Regions from separate parts of the Sus scrofa genome. Here regions 1 and 2 are each linked to region 3. The links are chromatin contacts, called in public HiChIP or PLAC-seq and promoter capture Hi-C maps. All regions are on one chromosome and are shown on one strand. Each heading gives the region's core, a stretch centred on a gene start, on an enhancer-like site or on the middle of the called end of the contact. The rest is flanking DNA. Distances are from core to core; before and after follow the strand shown.

Region 1 (4,638 bases), core at 231-2,730, 310 kb before region 3:
AAAAAAAAAAAAAAACTGAAGACTTCTACTTTACAGAGCCACTGTAGGATCCAAATGAGAGTTCTTTAAGATCAGAAAATACATCCATCTTTTACAAGAAGCTAAATCTTTACAGGAAGAGAAAAATATTATCAATAAAACCCTAGCCTTGAACAAATCTCACTTTTTAAAAGGAAGCTGTCTTTTACTTCAGATTCACTATGCCATTTCCTGTGGTTACATTTGGAATTTGTCCATGTTTTCCAAAAAAAGAGTCTGCCCTTTGTGTTGAACTGAAAAAAGTTTTTCACAGTTGGCAGAATAATTTTTCTAAACTGGCTAAGGAAATTGTGATTTCTGGTTTAGTTTCATTTAGCTAAGTTTTTTGTTTGTTTGTTTGTTTGTTTGTTTTAATCTAGTTGGTGAAAGGGACCATCCTGGATATTATAGCTTCATTTTCCTTTCTCTTTCTTCACCCCTCCCACTTACTTTATTTGCAAATTTTATTTTGACTAAGAGAGATGTCGACAATACAAAACAAAATTGGAGTTCCCTTAGTGGCTCAGTGGTTAACGAATCTGACTAGGAACCATGAGGTTGAGGGTTCAATCCCTGGCCTTGCTCAGTGGGTTAAGCATCCTGTGTTGCAGTGAGGTGTGGATGCCAAGTTGCTGTGGCTCTGGCTAGGCCAGTGGCTACAGCTCCAGTTAGACCCCTAGCCTGGGAACCTCTATATGCTGCAGCAGTGGCCCAAGAAATGGCAAAAAAAAGACAAAAACAAAAAATTATGAGGAAGCCTGCCTGAGATGCAGTTCTGCCAGCATTATCTCTAGGAAGGGAACTATAAAGAGCTGGATTTTCTTTATTTTTTTAATGTGAATATGTTTGTATTAATGTTTAACTGCACAACTAACACTTTTCATTAAAAAACAAAACAAAACAAAAAACAGACAACTGCAGATAAGGCCAATGCTCCCTCCAGTCCCCACTCCCCCACCTGGTCCCCCTCTCCTACCTCAAAGGGCAAGTATGTAGTGTCCGTCTCTTTTCCTATTTACACACAACTTTGAAACTTCTAAGAATGGGAAACCTTTGAGAATTGGCGTGCCCTCCCCACCCCCCTACACACAAACACAAACGTATACCAGGACGTCCTCCGACAACAGCCTAACATTACTTTTCTCCTTAAACCTAGTCGCAGGGCTCGCGCTCTTCGCGAGATTCCCTCCAGGCCCCAGTGTTTTCTCCTCTCTCCGCCTGACACACTGTCCTGGCTGCCCCCACCAGGGGCTGCGGATCCAGGTTATGCGCTTCTCCCGGTGACCAGGCAACCCCCCACCCCGTCTTGCTCAGCGCGCACCCGGGACAGAGTGCTCGCGAGGGTCGCGCGGGAACCTGGGCCGTCCCAGCGCCGCCTTACCCGCCGAGGACCGTGTCCAGGGGCGAAAACCCGGCCTAGCAGCGCCATGTTTTGTCTCTCCGCGCAGGAACGCGCGGGGGCGCAAGGGGCCGGCCTGAAATACCCAGGCTCCACAAACTGGGCGGGGAGCAGGCTGGCCTTGGCAGCGGTTTGGCCCCTAGCGGCCAGGACGGCCTGCCGTAGAAGGACGGCCCTTCTACATGGGTCTGAGCCCAAGGGCACTGCCCAGCTTGACCTCTCCCATACGTTTTCTTGTTCTCTATTTACCTTGTCTGTGGATTGTAAAAATAATGTTAAGGCCAGTAATAGCGCTTTAGATGGCCTTGGGTGGGTGGATGAATTGACTGTGCCAGAAAAGTGCAGATTGCAGAAAGACGTGGCATGTGTATACTGCCCAGGTGCTTGTCAATAATTTATGTTTATTCCTTCGGTGCCTAAGTCCAAGCTGAACCGCACATCGGCAATAATATAGTAAAGACACAGCTTCCCTTTGCCTAATTAGGGGAAAGTGGCTGAAATCTAATAAAAAGCTGGGCAGCTTTGACTTTTCCAGGGACAAAATGCCCTTTAACACTGAGAGATAGCAGGGAAAGGCAGGTTTATCCTTTTCTTTTCTTTTCTTTTCTTTTTTTTTTTAGGGCTGCATTGGAGGCATGTGGACGTTCCTGGGCTAGGGGTCATGTTGGAGCTGCAGCTGCTGGCCTGTGCCACAGCTTGTGGCAAGGCCAGATCCTTAACCCATTGAGCAAGGCCAAGGATAGAACCCCCATCCTCATGGATATTAGTCGGGCTCCTAACCTGCTGAAGCACAAACAGGAACTCTCTCCGTACTTCTGAAATGTGACTATTCATACCTAACAGAATTATTGTGAAGATTAAAAGAGGATGCATGTGAAGCCCCAGGGTCAGACTGATAGTATGTGACATTGAGAGTTTAAGCACCTTGCATTTTTTTTTTTTTTTTTTTTTTTTTTTGGCTTGCTTTCTTTCTCGGCCACAGCAGAGCCAACACCAAATCCCACTGTGCTTGGCCAGGGCATTGAACCTGTGTCCTGGAGCTGCAGAGATGCTAGAGATGCTACCAATCCCTTTGCACCACAGCTGGAACTATGCCTTGCATTTTCTAAGTGCTGAGGAAAAAAAAAATCAGCCCTGGACTTTCAGAAATTGGCCTGGCACTCACAGGTAGACCATGCTAATCTACCAGGCATAAACCAACGCTCAGAATACCAACTTCAAACAAGATTATTTTGAGGTCAGAAGGCAGGAGTCTACTTCACAGTTTTGTCTAAGCACAGACAAAAACAAGTTCACAGTTGTAATCAACAAAATACCTAACAACCCAGCTCTTGGCCAAGATAAGTGGCTATTTCTCTTGGCCAAGAAAAGAGGCAATTGCAACTTTTAACTTTTTTCCAGACTCTTCTTACTAGACATAAGATTTATTGAGATCCTCCTTCATAGAATTGCCTGTGCTTTCTGCCCACATCCAATTCCTACTTCCTTACACCATCTCCCAAATCATCCAACCAAAATCCAAATCCTGTAATAGGTTCTTTTTGACACATTTTTGCAGAGACTCATGATTTCCCATGATGTGTGTCCTATCTTAAAGGAAAAATTAAATAAACCCATCTGGTTCAACCTTAGGTGTGTCCCTGGTGGTCTTTGGCTGGAAGGCATTGACAGTGCCCTTATAGTGTTAATTCACTGTCTTAGTTTGGGTTCCTCCAAAGAAGACTCCTGAGATGAGGATCCAACCCAAGTGACTCATTTGGGAACACCAGGAAGAAAGAAGGCAGACAATACAGGTAGGTTATCCAGGTAGTTAACAATGTAGGCAACTAAAGCCAATGCCACAGGGAAACTCTGGAAGAAAACAGAGAACATTTACTGCTATGGACTGAATACTTATGTTCCCCAAATTTCATACGTTGAAATCATGACCCCCAGAGTGATGGTATTACAATGAGATGTTGGCAGTCCACAAACCAGAAAGGGGCTGTCTGCTGGTGGCACCCTGATCATGGACTTCCAGCCTCCAGAACTGTAAGCAATGAATTTCTGCTGTTTATGAGCCATTCAGTCTATTGTATTTTGTTGCAGCAGCATGAATGGACTAACATACATGCTTCAGAGAAATCCCACCTTCTCATGATCCTGACAGTGAAGGAGAGATATAGGGTTCTAAAGATGACTAAGGTTGAATTTACAATCACAGACTGATGGATAAGGGCTGAAAATGGGAACAAATAAAATAATATTGCTTTCTCTCATTAATATGAGGTTGAAAAATCACACACACTATACCAGAATGTAACACAAAAGAAATGGCCGTATTAATTTATATTTGTCTTGAAATCAAAGAGCCTAAAATCATATCATGATTTATGCTTATCCCTCCTCATACACCCCAGCTCCTCACACCTTCCCCCTCCCATCTCCATTGCACATACACACAGATACCTACACTTCCACCTTAGTGTGGCTGCCTCTCACCCCTATTTTCAGGAGATAGCTTAAATGTCATTTTCTCAGAAAGTTGCCTTGACTTCTGGGCTGGTCTAGGTCTCCATACTAGAGGCGCTACAGATTTGTATCCTCAAAAGACAGACATTTTGGTAAGTTCTATCATGTGTGATTCCCATCTCTCTCTCACACACACACACACACACACACATGTATGGTGCATTATAATTGTAAATACTGTATTGTTGAATATTCCAGACAAAGGAATGTTGGAAACCACTGAACTGCTGAACTCTGCAGAAAGCAAACTTGGTGGAGTTCCCGTCATGGCGCAGTGGTTAACGAATCCAACTAGGAACCATGAGGTTGCGGGTTCAGTCCCTGCCCTTGCTCAGTGGGTTAACGATCCAGCATTGCCGTGAGCTGTGGTGTAGGTTGCAGACGCGGCTCGGATCCCGCGTTGCTGTGGCTCTGGCTTAGGCCGGCGGCTACAGCTCCTATTGGACCCCTAGCCTGGGAACCTCCATATGCCGCGGGAGCGGCCCAAGAAATAGCAAAAAGACAAAAAAAAGAAAGAAAGAAAGAAAGCAAACTTGTAGTGCAAAAGCAAGATAAGCCAAGGAATGCTTGTGAAGGCAAAAGCCAGATAAGCATGTTTGCTGACACAGAGTTCTAAAGTGCAGGGTCTCCAGTCAAAAGAAAACAAGAGGCTTATATGTTAACTAAGTTGTTCTTTAGGCAACTGCACTATATCCTAAATGTGCACACCT
Region 2 (4,628 bases), core at 1,553-4,052, 290 kb before region 3:
AATGTCCTCAATGAATATGGTCAAGTGACATGGATATACCTGCAATTAGAAACAATAGAAGGGAGTATAGAGGATGGGCAGTCATATGAGATGATCCTGACCTAGGAGAGATTTTGCAAAGCAGGGAAGAGAAAACTCCCCAGGTAACAAAGTTCCAATTCAGATTCTCCATTTATCGAAGTGACTAGGAATTCTCTGGTGAGAGGGGCACCAACATCACTGAGAAGCTCAGCAATGGCTCTCCTTGTACTTCATGGATGATGATAAAAGATATTGTTACAGAACTGTGTTCACAGATAGCAGCAAGGCTGGGTTCACAGAAATTATATCTGAAACAACAGAGGCAAGGTGGCAGCATTTAACCATCAGAAGAGAAAAACTATCCAAATGAGTGGCAAGATAGGCGTGGCAGTCAGAGATCCCCACCTCTGAAAATGATTAATAGAATATGGCATGCCTAGGAGAAAAGATAGAAGCTAGCCAACAAGGGCATGCTCAAACTATAAAATGAGAAGAAATCAAGGATGAGTGGCATAAGGCTGAAAGCAGCAGACTCAATAAAAAGTCACAGTCTCTTACCCAGTTTCCTGATTTCAGCTACTTTACTAGAACCCATTTACTGAAGAAGAGGAAGAATTGCAAGGTAGGACTCTGCAACACTACGGTGAGAATATATGGTAGTAATTTCCCCACACATGCTCACTTTACCCTCAGTCCTTCCCTAAAAGGACCAATTGCCGTTTCCCTGGGAAATCATACACTGAGGAAAAAGGAATGCTTAAATATTTTGAGGATTCTTGGATATAATCATTGCTGTTATCTAGGAACCAAAGTATTATCATGGCCCACAGTTATACAGGAGTCAGATAATAAATGGAATTTTTTTCCATGTGGGGCATAAATAGGTCTACTGAGCACAGGTACCTACCTAGTGATTACTGCCCCAGTTCCCAAATGTATGATTGGAATGGACATATTTGGTAGTTAGTACAGCACCCATATCAGTCCAGTTCTTTGGCCTAAGGGGTAAGAGCTATCAAAGTAGAAAAGGCCACAGGGGAGCCTCTGAAATTGCATAGGCAAGATAGTAAATTTTAAAAAGTGTACAATTTCCAGCTATAATGTAACATACAACACAATAACTATAGGTAATGATACTGTTTTGTATATTTGAAAGTTCGTATGTGTGTGAGATATGGGGTCAGTCTTTATTTCCTCTGTAGTGTTAACTAATATCCCCAGGACCATTTATTGAAAAAAAGAAAAACTTTCTTCCATTGCTCTGAAATATCACTTTTGAAAAATCACATTACATGTGTAGAACTTTTTAAGGTCTATTTTGACACATTTGCCTATTTCCTATCCTTGTGCCAATAGAACACTGACAATAACTAACTTTATAATAATACATCTTGATATTTGGTGGTTATAAGTACTCCAGATTTATTCTTCAAAATTTCCTTGGCTATTCTCAGCCTTTGCATTTCCATATAGATTTTAGAAACTTCTTGACAATTTCCACTCAGAGTATCTTCTGAGACTTTATTGTAGTTGCATTGGATCTATAGATCAATTTTGGGAGAAATGACATCTTAACAGTCCATGAACATGGCATGTTGTCCTGCATTTATTTAGGATTTATTTTAATTTGTGTCAGTAATATTTTGTAGTCAATAATGTTCTGTATCACATCTTTGATAGATTTCTAACAAAGTATTTGATGACTGTTGGTACTATTATAATTATTTAAATATCATTTTCTACTTATTTTCTGGAATAAAGGTACACAATTGAATATTTTAGACATGGTATTCAGTGACCTTATTAAATTCACTTTTCAATTCTTTTAGATTTTCAGTGTACATTATCATGTCATTGTGAATAATGACCGGTATTTCTTCCTTTCCAATCCTTTTCCCCTTGATTGCATTGATTAGAACATCTAAAACCATGTTGAAAATAAGCAGTAAGAGCAAAAGTGTTCTTATTTCATTCCTAGTGCTGGGGAAAAGATTAAATAATTTACCTTAAATATAATGAAATCAGCAGGGTTTTTTTGTAGGTGCTCTTTATCAGATCAAGGATGTTCCCTTTATTCCTATTTTGCTGAGAATAAATGGATGGATGCTGAATTTTATCAAATGATTTTACTACAACTACCATGATCATGATTTTCCCCACTTTTTCTGTTATTCTGATGAATTACATTTATTTTCCCTCCAGTTAACATCCTCCTTTATATTTCTGAAATAAGCCCCACTTAGCCATGATTGTCCTTTTTATATACCACCTAACTCAATTCACTAATTTTGTGTATAGGGTTTTCATATTTATGTTCATAACAGAGAATGGAAATCTAGCTTTTATTTTTCTGCACCCATGGCCAAGTGGAAGTTCCCAGGTCAGGTATGGAACTTGCACCACAGCAGAGACCCAAGCCACAGCAGAGACAACGCCATATCCTTAACCCACTGAGCCACCAGGAAACTCCATTAGACAATGCTTCTGAGAACCAGAAATTATCTAATCAGAAGTATACTCTAGGGTGTTTACTTTGTAGTGTTCATCGAACAGCTTTAATTTTTTTCATTCAGAGATAAAGTAAATACTATTTAATTATGTTTAAAATTTCATTGGAGTGTAGTTGACTTACAGTTTTGTGTTAGTTTTAGGTGTACAGCAAAGTGCATCAGTTATGCACATACATGCAAGATATCCAGTTTAATACAGGTTGAGCTGTTTCTTTCCTAACCACCAGGTGGCGACCAGGCGTCCAAGTCTGATTCCCCTTTCCCTCCTCTTTTTAGGCCCGCCCGGCTCCCGGGAGCGCGCACGTCTCAGAGTCCGCGCCGACTGCGGGCGCTACGGCCACGCACGTCGGTCGCTGCGGTCACGCTGCTGCATGTCGGATCCAACCCTGAGGATCCAGGACCATGTGGAAGCTGATTCCTGCCGCGGCCTCGGCCCGAGGTAAGGGCGGAAGGGAAATGTCTAGGGACGGATTTCCCTGGAGCAGCTGCAGTAGGCAGAGGGTTTGCAGAGCGATGTTTCCGGTCCGTTCTCGCCTCTTTCGCCGCCTTCTGGGCTGTTCTTCGTTCTCGCCCTGGGAGGCCGGAGGGCTGATGCGGAAAAACGGCGCATTTGTTGTGTGGGGATCGCGCTGTTTTCCTCGGCAGCGCAGTGCTTGCGAAACAGGCTTTAAATTGGGCAGGGGAGTAGGTGTGCGGCGCTGGGCGGCCAGGGACCGCCGGGTCGGCCGCCGGGGTACTCCACGGTTAGGACCAAAGCCACTGACGGGACCAGCTGCTCTGATCCTGGCTTAGATGGTCTGCAGGATTAATCCTTAGCAGGGGTACCTGTTGTGACTCCCAGTGTTTTAGGCTTTTGAAGAAATACCCAGAATAAGTTAACCCAAGCTAGAAAACACAGTGGCAACTGATGACTCCGTTTTGAACACATTGTTTTTGTAAATAGCCACGAAGATGACTTGGGTAAATGGCAACCACGGGAAAGCGTACTTTCGGTTTTGTTTCAGAGCCTTTTTCCATTTTGTCATCAGAACAACTGAAAAAAATTGTTTTTCTTTTTTTTTATTTCTAAGAATGGAAAATGGTAATCTCATGTTAATTGCTTGCCTACTCTGTGTAAGCACTTATTAGTTCATAGATAAACAGGGTTAGCCTATGATTGGTCTTGCCTTCAGAAAGTGTACGTTATGGTTGAAAAAAAAAAAATCTCCCAAGAAATAGCAAAAAGACAAAAAAAAAAAAATCTATGTGCAGACTCAATTGACTGACAATGTCAGGAAGTGTGGAGAGGACCAAACAAATGGAAAAATACTCTAATAATATCTCATAGTATTTATAGACTTAAAAATATTATAAAGACTCAAAATAAAAATATTATAAAGATCAAGGCATTGCTGTGGACTTGGAGCATTGCAGAGATAGAACATAAACTGTGGTAGACAAGTAGGAACAGTTTCCAGGAACAGTTGTAGCCTGTGACTGTCTCCTTGTGTCCTTTAGGGTGGTAGTAGAAGTAAAATGCCACTAGTGCCAGTAGGTGGCATTCTTAAACTTTTGGAGGATATTGAATCTAATGGAAGCTATGGGGTCCATACTTCTAGGAAAAATGTGAGTAAACCTACACAGGTTTTTTGTTGAAAGAGTCCACCCTAGGTTAAGAATCTGGTTAACAAAATGTGTTCCAAATCTGGTCAAAGCTTACCTGGACTCTTTGCTACTTGTCTTGTTTATCTTCATCATTCTACAACTGCAGTGCTCCAAGACTAAACTCCAGCATACATGCTATGACTCCAACAATTTGTGATTTCCAAAATTTTTAAAAACTAATACACTCTGCCATGTTCTTAAATCTACCTTAACAGAAAAAAAAAAATTACCCAATATATGCACTTCACTTTGGTCTGGAATTTTTGTGCATTGATTGATCTACATTTTTCATTCTTTTTTTTTTTTTGCCTTTTCTAGGGCTACTCCCTCAGCATATGGAGATTCCCAGGCTAGGGGTCTGATCAGAGCTATAGCTGCTAGGCGTACCCCAGAGCCGCAGCAACGTGGGATTCAAGCCTCATCTGTGGCCTAAACCACAGCTCAGGGCAACAC
Region 3 (4,206 bases), core at 1,271-3,770:
ATCACTGGTTTTTATGGTTTCTTTGACAACAGAGTTAGTCTCCTTCCAAATTTAGTAAAGAATTTTAGATTATAAAAATTGTTAATGAGCATGGAAAGGAAACTCCATCTTCATTTCTTGGCCCCAAATGGCACAAAACTTAAATTAAAATCTTGAGAAGCAGATCCAAAATGGATCAATTTGCTTTAAAATACCTAATGAGTACATAAGTACTAGACTTCTACATTTTAAAACAGTTGATTCTAAAATATGTCCGCCTTCTTTAATCAATCACCACTCTTCAGAGCTGACTACATTCACATACACAACATTGCCCAGGACCTGCTCCACAGAATTCAAGGCCCAGGATAAACACACCCTGTATATCAGTAGGTCTGGATTATGGTACACAAAAAGTGTGAAAAATATCTAAAGATGTCTCAAACTTACTGTAAGATCTAGTCCATCCAAGCCTGACAACAAGAGAGCAAAGAAAAGCCCCAGGCAGATGAAAGTTAAATATTAGCAGTGCTGAAGCTGAGGAATTAATCTGCTATTGGATGCCTACAGCCTCTGGCCAATCAGGCATCTAGCATGATGTATTTTCACTTTAGACACAGGGAGGAGGAGAGGAGAATGTTGCAATCATGAATGTTAACTCACTAAGAATTGAATACAGGGCCTAGTTAAATTCCTGTTGGAAAGAAAATACACAAGACTGCTGACTAGATCACTGACTAATACATATGGTTCAAAGACTTTTCTGGAAACAGAAACCATTGCTAGCTGTCCCTTAAAAACTGGACAACTGCACTAATATTGTTGCTGGATTTGAAAGACATTCAAAAATTTTGGTCATATAACCATCTTCTGATTTTGGTTTATTGTTAGCAAAAAACAATATGTATTTCCTCTAGGGACAGGCTTCCTTCTCTGTGAGACTAAGGGTAGAAACCAAACTGAATTGAATTTGATATCTAAACTTTCATGACTACATGTAGCGAACCAAAACAACAATAAAAAGCCAAAACTGAAACATCCCTGACTCTAGAGCCATGCTGTGCAATAAAAATATGTGAGCCACACAATTAAAAATTTTCTAGCAGCCACTTTAAAAGTAAAAAGAAACACCTGAAATGAACTTTAATATATTTATCCCAGTGTATCAAAAATATCATCTTAGCATATCAATATAAAAGTATTAATGATATATATAATTTTTTCAATAGTGAGTGGTAGAAATCTGCTGTGTATTTTACACTTAGAGCACATTTCAGTTCAGAAAGCCACATTTCAAGTGCTCAAAAGCCACCTATGGTTAAGAGCTACCTATTGGGTAGAAACCCATCTACAAAAACAAAAAAACAAAAAATCAAAAAAACCAAAAACCCCAAAAAACAACAACAAAAACAGAAAAGAAGGGGTGAAAACAAAGCAAACAAAATCCAATTTCAGTAAAGAGGACGTTTAGAGTTGGGCTGTGACTGCAGATTTTTGGTGCCTGGAGAAAGTAAGGCCAAGGAGAGAAGGCTGTGAAAAGAAGTGCGATGGCTGCTGCATCTTCAGAGAAGCCAGTTTTCCCTATCAGGTTAGCCCTGAGCCTTGAAGGGCTGCCTAGCAGTGACGAATGGTAGGGCCGACTCCATGGTCACCGTCGTTTGGGCAGAAGAGCCCGCCAGCCCAGGGTTGGAGCCAGAGGGGACAGGGCACATACATTTCGGGACTCCGCGGGGGAACCGCTGGGGAGACTTACCTGTCAAGCAGTGGGGTGTGGATGTGCAAGTGCTTTACGGCCACCTGGATGCGCCAGTCTGCGTGGCGGGCGGACGACACGGTGCCGGACGCGCCACGGCTCAAGTAGCACAGGTCAGCGAGCTTTCGGTACGGGATGGTGGGCAGGGCGCTGCAGATGGCCTCCTCGTTCATGGTGGCGGGCGGCGCGGGCACTCGGCCACCAGCCGGTTCCGGGTGTGCCCGCTGTTCCCGCGGCTCCGTCCCAGCGCGCTCGGGGCGGCCAGCCCTCCCCGCTGTTGGACGCTAGGTCACGAGGTCATCCATTCCCCGAGCAGCCCACACCAAGCCGCAGCGTTTCCCGAGCCCGAGTACTCCTCTAGAGACTGGGGTCGCTGGGCGGGTGGAGGAGGAGCTTCCTCTCAGGCGCAGCCACCAGAGCCCGCCCTTCGGGGCTCCTCCCTCCCTAGACTTCTCAGTCGACGTCAGCGACTGACGCTAAAGCGACGAAGAGGGCCCCGGTACAGCCCGCGGTCCTTCCAGCTGGCTCCGGCCTCGATATGAGGCCAGGATTTCTGCCTGGTGGCGCCCAGAAAACCCGTGCCGCTTCGGCGGGGTACGGGCGGGCTTGGGATGGGGAAGGGAACCAGAGGCGCTCAATTTTGTCTTCTCTCCCCCCACCTGCTAGGTTTGGAAAGTTTGCTTTTGGGCACAGTTCCTCTCTGCAGCCTCATACCGGGCAGCAGCCCCCCCCCCCCCCCCTTACCCCGGAGGAATTTCCTCTGGGCCCCGAGTGTTCCGGGAGTCGCTAAACCCCGGAGGGGTGGCGGGGCGGGTGTGATGACTGACAACTAGGACTGTGCGCCTGCGCAGAATGTGCTTTGAGGGAATGCAGTGGTGACTAACCAGGACTCAGCTCTTGAACCCAGTGAGTCAGATAGGGGTAAATTTACCTGCCTATCTGAACTCCAATCTTCCATTACTTCCAGCTACTTCAGTCTTGAGGGGGTGGATTGTCGGAGTTTAACCCCGACAAAAAGTTCAGCTGTTTAGTTCACTATGAGACCTATTTCTCTTACTCCTTCCCCCACCCCCAAAGTCCACAATTATAGACAGAGATTGAAAAATAACCTTCAGTCTCTCCTTCCCTCTGATTCCAGGTAAGACTGAAAACGCTTGTCTTATAGATCTGGGAAGAAAACAGTGTTTAATGTCAGTCAGAAAAAACTGCAAACATCTGTTCATCTTTTTACCTTAAACACTTTTCTACTGAAATGACTATTTTGCAAAGTGTGCGTGCAAATATATGCAATACCAAGATCATGCCAGACATTTAATGAATTCTAAGACAAAAGTAATAAGGAATGCCTGATTTCAATGAGAGATTTTTGCCTAAAGAGAATCGGTGCTTCCTTTTTTGTATTGTCTGAAATGATAGTGGCAATGTTACATTTTACAATAAATGGAAACTGTAATGAGAGTGTTTTAAAATTTGATCATTCAAAATAAAATGTCTAGCTTCAAAGATATGGTCTGATAATCTGTGGTTTATTACTTAATAAGCTTTTTGCTCAAAAAGTGCTCAGAAAACTTTTTCCTTTCATTCTTTCATCCAGTTAAAAAAGAGTTCCAAAGAGAGTAAAATGTAAATAAAGAGGAAATGATCAAAATAACAATTTAAGAAATTTTTCCAGTATCAAAGGACAAAGGTCTTCATATTGAAAGGGCCCATTAGCTCCTCACAGTGAATGAAAAAAGACCTATATCTTTAAAATTTTTTACATTTTTTGTTAGAGTATAGTTGATACACAGTATTATGTCAATTTCTGCTGTACAACATAGTGACCCAGTCATACTTATATGTGCATTTTTTTTCCTCATATGGTCTTCCATCATGCTCTACCCCAAGAAATTGGATATAGTTCCCTGTGTTGTACAGTAGGACCTCATTGCTTATTAATTCTAAATGTAATAGTTTGCATAAAGATACATATTAAAACACATCAATAAAAAGATAAGAACCCTAAGAAAGAAAAGATTCCAAAAGTTTTCGGAGGGAAGAAACAAAAAAATGAATGGGAATTAGAATGGCATTGGATTTCTCAATAATAATGATTTTATGCTAATGCACTGCAGAGATTTTTTTCAAATTTTGAAGGACAGTAGCTTTCAGCCTGGAATTCTGTAGTCAAACTATTAAGTATAAGAACAGAATAAAAACATTTGCACCTATATATAAAGACGCAAACATTTATTTTCCATCCATTTGCCTTTTTTTAAAGAAAGCTTCTAGAAGATGTGCTCCCACAAAATATGAGAGTAAAACAAAAAAAGAAAATGACATAGGATTCAGAACACAAGAACAGAAGAATATGAAGGGAAATATTAGGATGAAAGGTAAGTGGCAGAATTAGAGAGCAATCCATTTTCACTGGAGCAGGAGGAGGGCAGGCTCCAAGAAGAGAAACTAGTTAAAATAATTGAATTACAGATTAC

Evidence for each region. Promoter capture Hi-C pulls out the DNA fragments that hold promoters and counts their contacts. HiChIP or PLAC-seq counts read pairs in DNA pulled down with a chosen protein or histone mark.
Region 1: an H3K27ac HiChIP or PLAC-seq map of alveolar macrophages shows a contact between it and region 3. The contact joins the promoter of DECR1 here to the promoter of RIPK2 in region 3. A contact is called at or near these places in 1 of 5 promoter capture datasets (liver), 1 of 47 Hi-C or Micro-C datasets (liver) and 2 of 2 datasets of contacts at active chromatin or transcription factors (alveolar macrophages and skeletal muscle).
Region 2: a contact with region 3 is called in a promoter capture Hi-C map of fetal liver, with 4 times the contacts expected there. The contact joins the promoter of NBN here to the promoter of RIPK2 in region 3. A contact is called at or near these places in 2 of 5 promoter capture datasets (fetal liver and liver), 4 of 47 Hi-C or Micro-C datasets (embryonic fibroblasts, heart right ventricle, liver and 1 more) and 2 of 2 datasets of contacts at active chromatin or transcription factors (alveolar macrophages and skeletal muscle).

What each region holds. Positions count from the first base shown.
Region 1 is chr4:46,765,947-46,770,584 of Sscrofa11.1, forward strand. It overlaps DECR1 (2,4-dienoyl-CoA reductase 1), which reads right to left and starts at 1,481. Exons shown (of 10, transcript NM_001190232.2): 1 at 1,400-1,481. The coding sequence starts at 1,447.
Region 2 is chr4:46,784,862-46,789,489 of Sscrofa11.1, forward strand. NBN (nibrin) reads left to right here and starts at 2,803. Exons shown (of 15, transcript XM_021089137.1): 1 at 2,803-2,970. The coding sequence starts at 2,934.
Region 3 is chr4:47,072,613-47,076,818 of Sscrofa11.1, forward strand. RIPK2 (receptor-interacting serine/threonine-protein kinase 2) reads right to left here and starts at 2,521. Exons shown (of 11, transcript XM_021089139.1): 1 at 1,733-2,521. The coding sequence starts at 1,905.